Linked DNA regions of Capra hircus: region 2 is linked to region 1. Evidence: chromatin contacts called from public Hi-C data. All regions are on one chromosome and are shown on one strand. The core of a region is the stretch at or near the end of the contact, and the rest is flanking DNA. Distances in the headings are between cores, read along the strand shown.

Region 1 (6,955 bases), core at 1,492-3,991:
CACAGGACAGCTGAGCTACTAGTTTAAAATGAACGGGCTTTTAATAACCGTTTGCAGAATTAATAGAAACAGGGCCCCTTGATTAAGGGATACTCTTGATTAAGGGATTCGTAATAATGAACCAGGGCTTTGTCTTCCTTCCCTGGACCATACACGGTAGGGTCTTCCCTAAGATGTCCCATTTTCTTGGGTTGCTGAGGGACTTGGGAAGTCCTGAAGCACCAGGAGATGCTGGATCTGGGAACAGGGGCGCTGGCTGCAGAAATCTGGAGGACTGTCATCTAGAGCAGGGAGGGAGTGCTGACCAGCCCAGCATAAGCGATTGTCATTGAAATCACTTGTTGATCACCTTTAGGAGTAGGGCGCTGCGACTGATTAAATGCCCACTTTTCTAAATCCAGTTTTGTATACTTGTTTCTGGGCTTCCCCGGTGGCTCAGTGGTAAAGAATCTACCTATTAATGAAGGAGAAATGAGTTTGACCCCTGGGTCAGGAAGATTCCCTTGACAGGGAAATGGCAACCCACGCCAGTATCCTTGCCTGGGAAATCCCATGGATAGAGGAGCCTGGCGGGCTATAGTCCATAGGGTCGCAGGAGAGTTGGGGATGACTTAGTGACTAAACAACATACTTGTTTCTACTTTTGTAAGAAAGAGGAACAACAATTACCAGTAATCTATTCAAAAGAGAAATCTCCAAGGTCTGACCTTCTGGGAATTCAGCTCCAGTCTTCTCCATTTATCAGCACTTGAATTGACAATCTCTGATAAGGACAACTTAATGCTTGACCATCAGTATAAATTGTTACTTTCAGTCTTTTGTTTATGTAACCACAAAAGCACACAATGTTTTTGTTCTCATTGCTTACTTCACAGATCTATTTAATCCATTTTTTTAAATTAAAAGACGTCTTAGTGATGGGCAGAAAAAATAAATCAGTACAATGTGTAATACAACTTTTTCTTATAAAGCTATCCATACACACACACATACACACATATATATATCATATGGGTCAAATTACTAAATGGGATAGAATTTTTAGAAATTGGATTTTTTCTGATTAATAAGCACATTAGCTAGTTTTAGAGTATTAATTTTACTGTACTTGTATCAATTTGAAAGTGAAAGTAAAAGGGTTATTCACTCAAGTCGTGCCCAACTCTTTGCAACACCATGGACTGTAGTCCACCACACTCCTCTGTCCATGGAATTCTCCAGGCAAGAATATTGGCATGGGTTACCATTTCCTTCTCCAGGGGATTATCTCACCTGTAGTTCTACATAACATGAAGCATACAGAGCATGTGAATACTCATAGCTAAGGGCATATAAATGCCCTTTTAACCTGCAATCAATATACCCTATGGTAAGCTACTTCTTGCCATTTAAATCAGAGTTAATAACAAAAATGTTTCTCGTCGCTTTCAAAATAGATGGGGAAAAAATAGAAACTGTGGCAGATTTTACTTTCTTGGGCTCCAAAATCACTGCAGATGGTGACCGCAGTCGTGAAATTAAAAGCTGCTTGCTCCTTGGAAGTTATGGCAAAGCTATGGCAAACCTAGACAGTATATTAAAAAGCAAAGATATTGCTTTGCTGACAAAGGTCCGTCTAGTCAAAGCTATGGTTTTTCCAGTAGTCATGTATGTTGGATGTGAGAGTTGGACCATAAAGAAGGCTAGGCGCCGAAGAATTGATGCTTTCAAAATGTGCTAGAGAAGACTCTCAAGAGTCCCTTAGACAGCAAGGAGAGCAAACCAATCCATCCTAAAGGAAACCAACTCTGAATATTCATTGGAAGGAATTCATTGCTAAAGCTGAAGCTCCAATACCTTGGCCACCTGATGCAAATAGCCAACTCACTCATCAGGAAAACATGCTGATGCTGGGAAAGATTAAGGGCAGGAGGAGAAGGGGGCAGCAGAGGATGAGATGGTTGGATGGCATCATTGACTCAACAGATGTTAGTTTGAGCAAACTCTGGAAGACGGTGAAGGACAGGGAAGCCTGGCATGCTGAAGTCCATAGAGTCACAAAGACTTGGACACGATTGAGGGACAGCAATATGTCTTTCTAGGAACACAGGTTTAGCATAAAACAAGGTAAATTTGTAGCAGGAAAATGACATGCCCATAGTAGGCATGTTAAGGCAGAACTGATTATATTGGTTTTTCCTGGCTGTGAAATGTCTCTGCTCGGAAATACAGGTATTGGAGCTCTTTGTCCATCTCTTCCCACCCAGCCCGTCACAGTCTCTTCACACACCCTCAGCAAAAGGATGTAAAAACAGGGAGACATAGGCGGCTGCCCTTCTCTGAAACATCGCCTACTCTGGCCAGTTTCGAAACTGGACTTCAGGGTCTGGAGCACCAGGGCCAAGCATCAGTGCTCCTGGAAAGGGAAAAACCCACTCACTGAAAATTCCATTCCTCCACGTTCACACAGATTGTCAACCCAGCTACCCGGTTGTGTTCCGTCGCTGAGCCAGCTGCTGGGCCGAGGGACCTGACCAGCTCCCCACCTCCACCCCCGGAGGGCAGACCCCGCGCCGGCAGACCCGAGCCCAGCTTGGAGGCGGAGGGGTCCCCTACCTTGGCTCCGCGCATCCTTCCCCCGGGCGGGTCCCGGCTCCCGCCGCGCGGGCACTGGCCGCGAGGCCGCCGCCGCCGCCGCCGCCCCGTGACTTTGCCGGAATGCAGGCAGCTGCCGACTTGGCCAGCATCTCCAGTTTTCCTATCAGAAGCATAAATCGTCCACAGCAATTGGCCAGGCGCCCGCACCAGCTCCCATCCCAGCCTTGGAATCCTCTCCCTTGCAGCCCGAGCCTGCAGCCTGAGAAGGGAATGAGCTGGGCTGGTGGAGCCACTGAGCAGAAAACCTGCGACAGGTTTGGTGGTCCTGGGGACCCCCACCTGGGGGCGCGGGCTGCAGCCCCCGCGGCTGAAAAGGCCGGGGTCTGCCGTCCCCTGCCGGCCGCTGTCGGTCGGTGTTCGCTTCTGTTTGGCTCTGAAGTGTTTTCCGGCTGAGTAGAGAGCTTCAAAGGCCCGGCTGAAAAGAAAGGTTGTTTGCGCTTCTGTGGCTTGGAGTGAAGTCTGAACTGCGTCAGAGCTATTGCCCCCGAGGCTCTTGGATCGCCCAAGGGGAGGCAGTTTCGGTGTTTCTGGAAACTCCAAGCTCTTGCAGGAAGCCAACGTTCCACATTTAACCATGTAACATAATCTGTTTTATCTCCTATGGCTTGCCTGTCTCTCCAAATAAGCAAGACTCTGCAGAACCGGGCTCAAAAAGGAGCTTTGAGAAGAAGAAAGTCTTCAATGGCCTGAGTCCTTGCCTGCCTAGTGTTGATTGCAACAAAAGCTGACCCCTTTAAAGGCCTTTATAGATCAATAATGACGAGAGACCAGAAAGAGAAGCTTTCATTCAATTTCATTTATTGGAGCACCAACACACCCTCTGCTGGTTTGGGGGACATCCAAGGGAAACGCAATGTGCAGTGCGTGTCCTGGAGTTTACCCTCTGCTTGGCGATGTTCATTCTAAAAACAGAAAGCAAACAGAACTCTGCACAATTAAGCAGCAAGCTCAGTACAAGAAACTGAAATGTGCAAACCCAGGCAGATGGCCTCTGGGCAGCACCGCAGAGATAAGCAGCACCCTGGCGCCCCCACCTCCCACCCCACCCGGCCCAGGCAACACATTTCTGCTCTTTCTACCAGCACTTGGCTTGGCCTCAGTGCTGGGACTTCCAGGGTGATCACAGTTCCACAAAAGCAGTAGGTGCTCAATAAATGCTCATTCTGAGCGTTGGAGTGAATGACTATGGCAATGATAGGAAACTGGAGGGCTGGAGGGCTGAAGGGCTTGGCCCTGGCATTCGATACCCCATCCAGCCTCACCAGTTGTGTGACCCTGGGTCAGTTAACTGAACCTCTCCTTCTGTGTCAATAAAATGTGAATGATAACACATTCCTCTTAGGGTCAGGAGGAGGAGTAAATGAAATAATCCATGTACAGTGCTAGGGGCCCCCCTGGGGGGAGTCAGTGGTAAAGAACCTGCCTGCCAATGCAGGAGATGCTGGTTCAAACCCTGGGCCAGGAAGATCCCCTGAGAAGGAAAAGCAACCCGCTCCAGTATCCTTGCCTGGGAAATCCCATGGACAGAGGAGCCTGGTGGGCTGTAGTGTATGGGGTTGCAAAGAATTTGACGCACTGAGCAACTGAGCATGCAGAGGGCCTCCCATGCAACCATTTCTCAATCCAGGGAAGCTAATACCATTGTTGCCGCCACTGCTGTTGCTTCTTCCAGAAGAAGTCTGCAAGGCAGTCGTTAAAAGCAGTCACTTGGGACACAGACACTTAGGATTCTTTCTGTTGGCATAACTTTGGGCAGGTGAGTTTCAATGTCCTGACCTGTAAGATGGTAATAATAATAATAAAGGAAAAGCTGCTAATCACAGCACGATTTACTGTACTTCATTCATCGTGGTGTTTGTGCTCAGAAGAGAGCGGACAAGTCCACAGTAAATGGTAGTTGGAGGTAAAAAATTGCTCCTAAGGTAATAATGTCTGTCTCTTATTTCACTTGTCCACTCACTTGCCCATCGGCGGATCAGTTCTTAGTGAACTGCCCGCCCATGTCTGAACCCGGTGCTTCCTTCCCAAGGAAGGCGTGACTGACGGCAGCCCTTGGTTTCAGACAATGTCTGATGTGCAGTAATTTCCACAGAAGGGCCCGCAGGACTTCTCATGGGATTACTGCTAATAATTTGGCCTGGGCAGGTGGAAAGGTGTCTTGAGGATCCAAATGCAATAACCCTTTAGCTCCCATAGTTATTCAGATGGTGGGACTTGGTTTTGTATAGTAGGTCAAATAAAGCTGAATGATGTTTGCAGTAATCCCTCACTCCACGGGCGAAAGGGGAGGACTCTGGAAGGAACCGGGGTACAGAGCCCCGCAGGGGGCTTGCAGTGACATATAGGGTAGCTGTCCCTTGCCCATGGAGCCTTTCCAAACTATCAACTGTCGTTTAGTTGCTAAGTCATCTTCGACTCTTTTGTGACCCCATGGACAGTAGCTTGATAGCCTCCTCGGTCCATGAGATTTCCCAGGCAAGAATATTGGAGTGAGTTGAAGAAGCCATTTCCTTCTTCAGGGAGTCTTCTGGACCCAGGGATCAAACCCTCATTTCTTGCTTAGCAGGTGGATTCTTTACTATCGAGTCCCCAGGGAAGCCCATGCAAATAAGTTCATTTTAAAAAAGAAAGAAAGAAAGAAAAAACGGATCACCGAAGAGTTGACAGTGTGTTTTGTGTCATCTTTTCAGAAATCCCACGTGAAACATAAGAATGAAATGTCACCAACCCCATGGGCCTCAGGAGGGAGCCATCCTGCGTGATCATTACCTGAGCCTTGTCCTATTACCGCTCTCACACTTAGTCAGGGCATAATTCACGCATTTCCAGGCAAAGTTTATATACTTGTCTCCCATCTTCTGCCTAAACTCGCCAGACATCAAACAAACAACTTCTTTATGAGACTTGAACCCAAAATCAATATATCCATCCCACTCATTGAACTAGGAGGTTTCGCAGATGGTTTCAGATGGTAAAGAGTCCACCGAGTCTCAACCTAGCAGACTTCTTTTTCTCTCGCTAATGTGATACAATACATGGATTTGAAAGGCATCAAGCTAGAAGAAAGTCCTGGGAAGTATTCCAAATCTTACAGCTCATACATAAAAGTAATTTGATGGTGGCCTCCCTAAATTTTACAACAATCCTTAAAAGCTGTCTTTCATTACCAATAATGAGTTATGAACTTGAAAGCTTTAAATCTAAAAATGCTCGAGAAAGAACGAATGACTTTTCTATTCTCTCATAAAATGTGATGTTACAAAACCATTGTTAAATGGAGATTCAGTCAAAGAACAAACATGCTGGGGCAAAAGTATTACAGAGGTGGCTCAGGAATTTGTTAAATAAAATACGCTATTTTCCTGTGTGCTGTGCTCAGTCACCCAGTCATGTCCAACTCTTTGCAACCCCATGGACTGTAGCCCACCAGGCTCCTCTGTCTGTGGAATTTTTCAGGCAAGAATACTGGAGTGGGTTGCCATTGCCTCCTCCAGGGGATCTTCCTGACCCAGGGATTGAACCTATGTCCTCTGCACCTCCTGGATTGGCAGGCAGATTATCAGTGTGCCACTTGGGGTTTGTATATATTTAGTGAGAGTGGTGGGCAGAGTGGATTTTGTTTGGAGCCTTGGCCATTGAGATTTGGCTGCATAAGGTGTTGTGACCCATATGTTCTCACCTGCTGGGACACACGAGTACATCTCACTTGAATTCTCAGAAGCATCTGTCACTGCTGACCACTCCCACCGTCAACAGAGTCTCACTCTCCTTGGTTTCTCAGCACCCCACCATTAGTGTTCTCCAGCTGACTGTTCATCCCCTCAAAAGACTTCCCTTGAGCGCTCCCTCGCACCATACACAAAAATAAACTCAAAATGGCTTAACGACTTAAACATAAGACCTGACACCGTAAAACTCCTAGAAGAGAACATGGGGCAAACTTTCTCTGACATAGGTCACAGCAATGTTTTCTTAGGTCAGCCTCCCAAGGCAAAGGAAGCAAAAGCCAAAGTAAGCAAATAGGACCTAATTAAACTTAACAGCTTTTGCACAGCAAAGTAAACCATAAACACAATGAAAAGATAACCTACAGATTGGGAGAAAATACTTGCAATTTCCAAAACATACAAGCAGCTCATACAATTCAATACCAACGACAGCAACAAAGAGAAACAAACAAAAAAAGACCCAATCAAAAAATGGGCAGAAGACCTAAATAGACATTTTCTCCAAAGAAGACATACAGATGGCCAATAGGCATATGAAAAGATGCTCAATATCACTAATTATTAGAGAAATACAGGTCAAAACTACAAAG
Region 2 (6,663 bases), core at 1,548-4,047, 350 kb before region 1:
ATTCTCATCTGATTCCAGCTAACTAATTTCAGAAATTAATGCCAATCAGATCCTTCTTGGAAAATAGATTTAAATTGACTTTTAGAAGTAGGATATTTGTTGGTGTTTAGTCACTAAGTTGTGTCCAGCTCTTAGTGGCTTCATAGACTGTAGCCTGCCAAGTTCCTCCGTCCATGGGATACTCCAGGCAAGGGTACTGAAGTGGGTTGCCATGCTCTCCTCCAGGGGGTCTTCCTGAGCCAGGGATAAACCCTCAGCTCCTGCATTGGCAGGTGGGTCCTTTACTGCTGAGCCATCAGGGAGGCCCCAGGGTAAACAGATGTCACAGATAAAGCTGGAAAGATGACATGCATGCGAAGAGTCTCTCAAGTTGTTCTGTTGTTCAGCAACTTGGTCGTGTCCAGCTCTTTGCGACCTCATAGACTGCAGCACAGCAGGCTTCCCTGTCCGTCCCCATCTCCCAGAGCTTGCTCAAATTCACGTCCTTTGAGTCGGTGATGCCATCCAACCATCTCATCCTCTGTCGTGCCCTTCTCCTCCTGTCCTCAGTCTTTCCCGGCATCAGGGTCTTTTCCAATGAGTCAGCTCTTTGCATCAGGTGGCCAAAGTATTGGAGCTTCAGCTTTAGCATCAGTCCTTCCAATGAATATTCAGGACTGATTTCCTTTAGGATTGACTGGTTGGAGCTCCTTGCTGTCCAAGGGACTCTCAAGAATCTTCTCCAGCACCAGAGTTTGAAAGCATCATTTCTTCAGCACTCAGCTTTCTTAATGGTCCAACTCTCATATCCATACATGACTACTGGAAAAACCATAGGTTTGACTATACGGACCTTTGCCAGCAAAGTGATGTCTCTGCTTTTTAATACACTCTCTAGGTTTGTTGTAGCTCTTCTTCCAGGGAGTAAGTGTCTTTTAATCTCGTGGCTGCAGTTGCCATCTGCAGTGATTTCAGAGCCCAAGACAATGAAATCTGACGCTGCTTCCGCATTTTCAAGTAGCTCTAACTTGCATCTATATCAACAGTGTCTCCTAGGCACAAATTTTAAAATCTCTCTGAGGGCACTTGATTAGCCTGCATTTTTCAAAGAGAATTCCATTGGTCTTTTCAGTTTATACAAACCCCACAGTCTGACAGTGTCACCTCTATAAACACAAGATGAGGTTGGTGATGTTGATGCCTTCGGGGTGCCCCAGGCTCTGTGCTAAGAGCCTGCATGCTTATATTCTTGACTCACAGCCACCGTTGTGAGGTGTGAACTGTGTCCATCACACAGGTGACCAGAGCCTGGGGCTTGGGGTCTGTCCATGGTTACACGGCAAGCGAAGAAGGAAGCTGGCATTTGAGCCCAGGGATCGATGCCTCTAAGCCCTGCTCTGAACCACTTCTCAGGATGCAGGCAGCTCTAAGCGTCCACTTGACCATTACCACCTACAAACAAAACCACGGTCACTGCTTGGGCCACAGGCTGTCTGTCATGCCAATAGTTGACCTTGCTGAGATGGATTTTGAAGGTATATAGGAATTAGGAGAAACTGCTGATTTTTTAGACATTGACTATGTAAAAAAAAGGGGGTTTCTGTGATAGCTCAGTTGGTAAAGAATCCGCTTGCAATGCAGGAGGCCCTGGTTTGATTCCTGGGTGGGCAAGATCCGCTGGAGAAGGGATAGGCTACCCACTCCAGTATTCTTGGGCTTCCCTGGTGGCTCAGCTGGTAAAGGATCTGCCTGCAAGGCAGGAGACCTGGGTTTGACCCCTGGATTGGGAAGATCCCCTGGAGGAGGGAAAGGCTACCCACTCCAGTATTCTGGCCTGGAGAATTCCATGGACTGTATAGTCTATGGGGTCAAAAAGAGTCGGACACAGCTGAGTCACTTTGACTTTCATGTAAGAAGAGAGGCCCGTCCCATCCCACGCCCACACGTCCTGCCCCCCATGTGCACTCATGCACTGACCCCCGGCGTGCGAATGAACACAAAGCAGACACAGGGGTCTGTGCAATGCGCCTAACTGTCACACTGCCCTGTGGGAGCCACAGTCAAGCTCATGTAGGATGATGGTGCTGAGTCACCTCCTGGCACGCACTGCCAAGTCCCTGCTTTGCAGCCTGATGCCTGAAAGCATGAGGGAGGGTGAGTTCATCCAGCTAGGCAGGCTCTTAGTCTCAAGCAAGGTGCCTCCCAAGCCTGCCTGTGCCCCGCGAACCCCCAGGGCATTGTTATAAATGTTTATTTATTTGGCTGTGTCGGGTCTCAGTTGTGGTATGTGGGACCTTCCTCTGCAGCGCCTGGACTCTCTAGTTGTGGCACGCAGGCTCCAGGGCACACAGGCTCAGTAGCTGGGACACTCAGGCTTACTCGCCCCATGGCACATGGGATCTTAGTCCCCCCGCCCAACCAGGGATCAAACCCGCATCTCCTGCAGTGCAAGGCAGCTTCGTAACTACTGGACCACCACAGAAGGGCCCACCCCAGCGCCAACCAGTCACATTTGTGGACTCCACCCTGGATCCGCATCTCCAGGTTGTGAGCACAAGCAAAGGTGCGCGTGTGTGTCTAAATGACGTGATCCCATAGCAGTGGGCACACCCGACCACTGCCAGCGATCATTCCAGAAGGTTTTGGACATCGGTACCAAGGATGCTCATAAAGGATGCTGAGCAGGGTGCCAGTGGAGAGGCTCTCGATAGCGCTTCTCCCCCTGGTTTGTCTGGACACAGAGAAGCCACTAGAAGGACTGCCCAGCGCTTGCCCCTTGGCTCCCCGACGTCAGGTGGGCCCGCAGCAGAGAGCTGGGCCCCTGACTGTCCTGCTGCCGGTGGATCCAGCTGGGTGAAGCGAAAGAAGCAAGAATGACCTTGACGTGGGAGTGGAGGCCCCCGAGGGGATTGTGGAGCTCTCGGGGGCTCTGTTCTCCCAACGAGGAAGGCAGGCAGCCAGCAGCAGGGGGAGCGGGCTGGGCAGTGAGACAAGCAGAGATGAAAAGGACAAGGAATAGCCAGCCTCAGCTCTGACAGCTGCGGCCTCACCCACATCCCCTTAAGAGCAGTTGCAGCAGGTCAGGCAGAAGCGAGGACCGGCCGCGGGGCCGTGGGCAGAGAGCCACAGAGCAGGCGGTGGCGGGGGACAGGGGGCACCGCTGGGCTCCAAGGAGCTGATGTCCACCCCGCGGCCTCAGCCTGTAGAACCGCTCTGTGACCTTGCCACGGCCTTCAGCCCTGGGTCCTCTTTGCTGTTTGCACATCACAGGAAAGGGCTTCCCTCGTGGCTCAGTTGTTAAAGAAGCTGCTGCAATGCAAGAGACCCGGGTTCAATCCCTGAGTCAGGAAGATCCTCTGGAGAAGGAAATGGCAAAACCCACTCCAGTATTCCTGCCTGGAGAACCCCATGGACAGAGGAGCCTGGTGGCCACAGTCCATGGGATCACAAAGAGTCAGAAACGACTGAGCGTCTGAGCACAGAGCAAATACAAACTATTATGCAGAGCATAACCGTTTATCCGACCTTGTTGGATAAACAGCAGCGTTCTGCTTCAAGTGGTTTAGAAACTGCCTTCCGATGCAGGGAACCTGGGTTCAATCCCTGGTGCAGGAACTAAGATCCCACCTGCCACAGAGCAACCACGCCCGCGGAAAGCGATGAAGACCCAGTGCAGCCAAAATAAAAATAACGAATTAAACTTTAAAAGCACTGGCTGCATACCAGGTCTAAACATTAAAAAGCAAAACCAGCAAGCTCCGACTGTTTAGCACAGGGAACTATATTCAATATATTTGATAAACCATAATGGAAAAGAATATGGAAAGAAAATATATGTGTATCTGAGCCCAGCTTTCTTTATAGTCCAACTCTCACATCCATACATGACCACTGGAAAAACCATAGCTTTGACTAGACGGACCTTTGTTGGCAAAGTAATGTCTCTGCTTTTTAATATGCTGTCTAGGTCGGTCATAACTTTTCTTCCAAAGAGTAAGCGTCTTTTAATTTCATGGCTGCGGTCACCATCTGCAGTGATTCTTAAACTACAGTTGATTTATAATATTGTGTTAGTTTCAGGTGTACAGCTGAAAATGACTGAGTTATGCATATATCAGTTGTGTGGTGAGTCTCTCAGCCGTGTCTGATTCTTGTGACTCCAGCCCTCCAGGCTCCTCTGTCCATGGGATTTCCCAGGCAAGAATACTGGAGTGGCTTGCTATTTCCTCTTCCAGGGGATCTTCCCGACCCAGGGATAAAGCCTGTGTCTCCTGCATGTCCTACACTGGCAGGTGGATTCTTTACCACTGAGCCATGGGGGAATCCTTCAGTACATACGCGCGCGTGCGTGTGCGTGTGCGTGTGCGTGTGTGTGTGTGTGTGTGTGTGTGGACACATATTCTTTTTCAGATTCTTTTCCGTTATAGGCTATTATAAGAGATTGAATATCGTTCTCTGCATTATACAGTAAATCTCTGTTGCTTATCTATTTTATACATGGCAGGTGTATCTGCCAACCCCTCCCCGCCCCTCTTTCCCCACTGGTGACCGTAAGCTCGTTCTCTGTGTCTGTGAGTCTGCTTCTCTTTTGTAACTAAGCTCATTCGTCTCGCTAAGCGTATTTATTCTGTGCTCCGCCCCGGTCAATGCCCACGGCCTTTGCGGGCCGGGGTCTGCACTGTTGCGTTTCTGCCACTTTCTCTCGCGGCAGCTTGTTTTCTCCTGTATTTGCTGACTTTTTTTTTTAATTGTGATCCCAGGTTTCTTGGAATTTTATTTGTGTTTTTGTTTGTTTGTTTGTTGAGGTTTGGCTTTTTAAAAGAGCATTACTCTACAGAAAATATGTTTGCTTCAGCTAGGTTCTTGGCTATACTGTCAAATCAACTTTTTGGCATGAGGCTCTTTTAAAGCTTCATCAGGTGGTATGAATTCTTTTCACAGATTTCTGTGCATGGGGCTTGTGTGCATGTGTGTAAGCAAAGTAATGGGAAGATCCACCTTCCGTCTTGCTCTGGCCCAGGTTCCACCTCTGCTTGTAAAGACCAAGCCCTGGGCACCCTGGGACTAGGCAAACCGCCCCACTTGCTAACATCAGATTCCTCCCTCCCTAAACCAGCAGAATTTTCTCTTTCTCATCCTGAGCTTCAGGGATTTTCCTGACGTTCCCATCAAATCAACCATCTACTTAGCAAAGGCGTCTCTTGCTTGCCTGTTGATTCATCCAGCACCTTCAGGTGTATACAGTTGGGAGCAATTACGTTTAGCGTGCAGTGCCCCAGATTGCTGAAAAGCGGCATTTTCAACTTAGTCTTCGGTCAGTGACATTATAAATTTCTCTGATCTTTATGGCCCTAGTAAGCAATTTTAAACCATCACTACAGTATTACAAGCTCCTGGACCTTAACAGGAAAAAAAAAAAAAGCTAGAGACGTAGGGTCAGGGAAGACACGTACTTGAGATACAAACCTACTTATTAAATCTTGTGACATTCTCATTCATCACAGCTTTATCACTGGGCTGTTGGCCAGGAATAGTCTTTACATTGTCCCAGAGCCAAAGGAAGTCCTCTGTGACCTGCGGTTGCTTCTTCGTGTTATACTGACTCTGCTTTATTCTAACTATTTGAAAATCACGTGACACCCTCTGAGTTATAAAGGACGTTTGCCTTTGTGAAGAGAAGAGCTGATGAAGAGAAAGGAATTGGTCTCGCCTCGATGACCACCATCAGGGATATGCCCTTCTTGGCTCACAGGGTTCGATTCCAGACGACTGTCAAGTTGGCACCTTCATGGGATGCGTCATTTGTTGGTTGACTCAGCTAAAATGTACTGAGTGCCCACTGGGTGCAGGCCACTGTGCCAGACAGACACTGGAGAGGTGAGGAAGACACAGCCATGACCTTGGCCTTGGATGAACTCACTTTCTGTTGGAAGTAACAGAAACATAAATACTCATTACCACGAAACCATTAAATGCTGCATCTGAGATGTAAAGACATCTAAGTGTGGTTATTGTTAAGTCGATGAGTCATATCCGAGTCTTTACGACCCCATGGGCTGTAGCCCGCCAGGCTCCTCTGTACATGGGATTCTCCAGGCAAGAGTACTGGAGTGGGTTGCCAATTCCTTCTCCAGGGGATTTTCCTGATCCAGGGAATGAATCTGTGACTCCTGCTTGGCATGCTGATTCTTTACTGCTGAGCCACCAGGGAAGCCCACTTACTTCCCAGTACTTCATTCTTAAAAGACTGAAAACTCAAATATTTCAAAAATATGTAGACTCTGATGATGACATGATACCAGTTGGATTGGTGTCTGGGGTGAAGGATCCACTCGCCAGATTCCGTGCCTGACCCAGGTCCCTCCCTGGATGGTGGTTTCAGGGGACGGCTGCTGTACTTACTGAGGCAGACATTTCTGACCACAGCCCTCCCACCCTCTGGCCTTCACTGTCTTCACTCTCACCATGTAGAAAACCTGCCAAGAGGCAGCGGTGCTGGGCGGAGTTTGATCCTCAAAGCGCAAGGCTCTGGGCCAGAGAATCTCTGGTTTGGGTTTCCGTCCTCCAGGTTTCCCAGATCTTTGCATTCAGTCGCCCCGGTACTGTTTTATACCAGCATCCTGACACCCAGCCCTCGGCTTTTTTACTACTCAGAAGCTTCCTTGGTTTGATATCTGCCTGTCT

What was found. Hi-C and Micro-C count contacts between places; a contact is called where the count stands out from the background.
Region 2: a contact with region 1 is called in a Hi-C map of blood, with 10 times the contacts expected there. The contact joins the enhancer-like site here to the promoter of MAP3K4 in region 1. A contact is called at or near these places in 2 of 5 Hi-C or Micro-C datasets (blood and liver).

What each region holds. Positions count from the first base shown.
Region 1 is chr9:83,936,943-83,943,897 of ARS1.2, reverse strand. It overlaps MAP3K4 (mitogen-activated protein kinase kinase kinase 4), which reads right to left and starts at 2,741. Exons shown (of 26, transcript XM_018053443.1): 1 at 2,596-2,741. The coding sequence starts at 2,726.
Region 2 is chr9:84,287,000-84,293,662 of ARS1.2, reverse strand. All of the region lies in intron 10 of PARK2 (E3 ubiquitin-protein ligase parkin), which reads left to right. Among named protein-coding and RNA genes, the nearest start is that of TRNAG-UCC, 50 kb to the right of the region's middle. Within about 2 kb of position 2,797, at least 1 of the 5 cell types and tissues checked has an H3K27ac peak or open chromatin away from gene starts, as enhancers often do.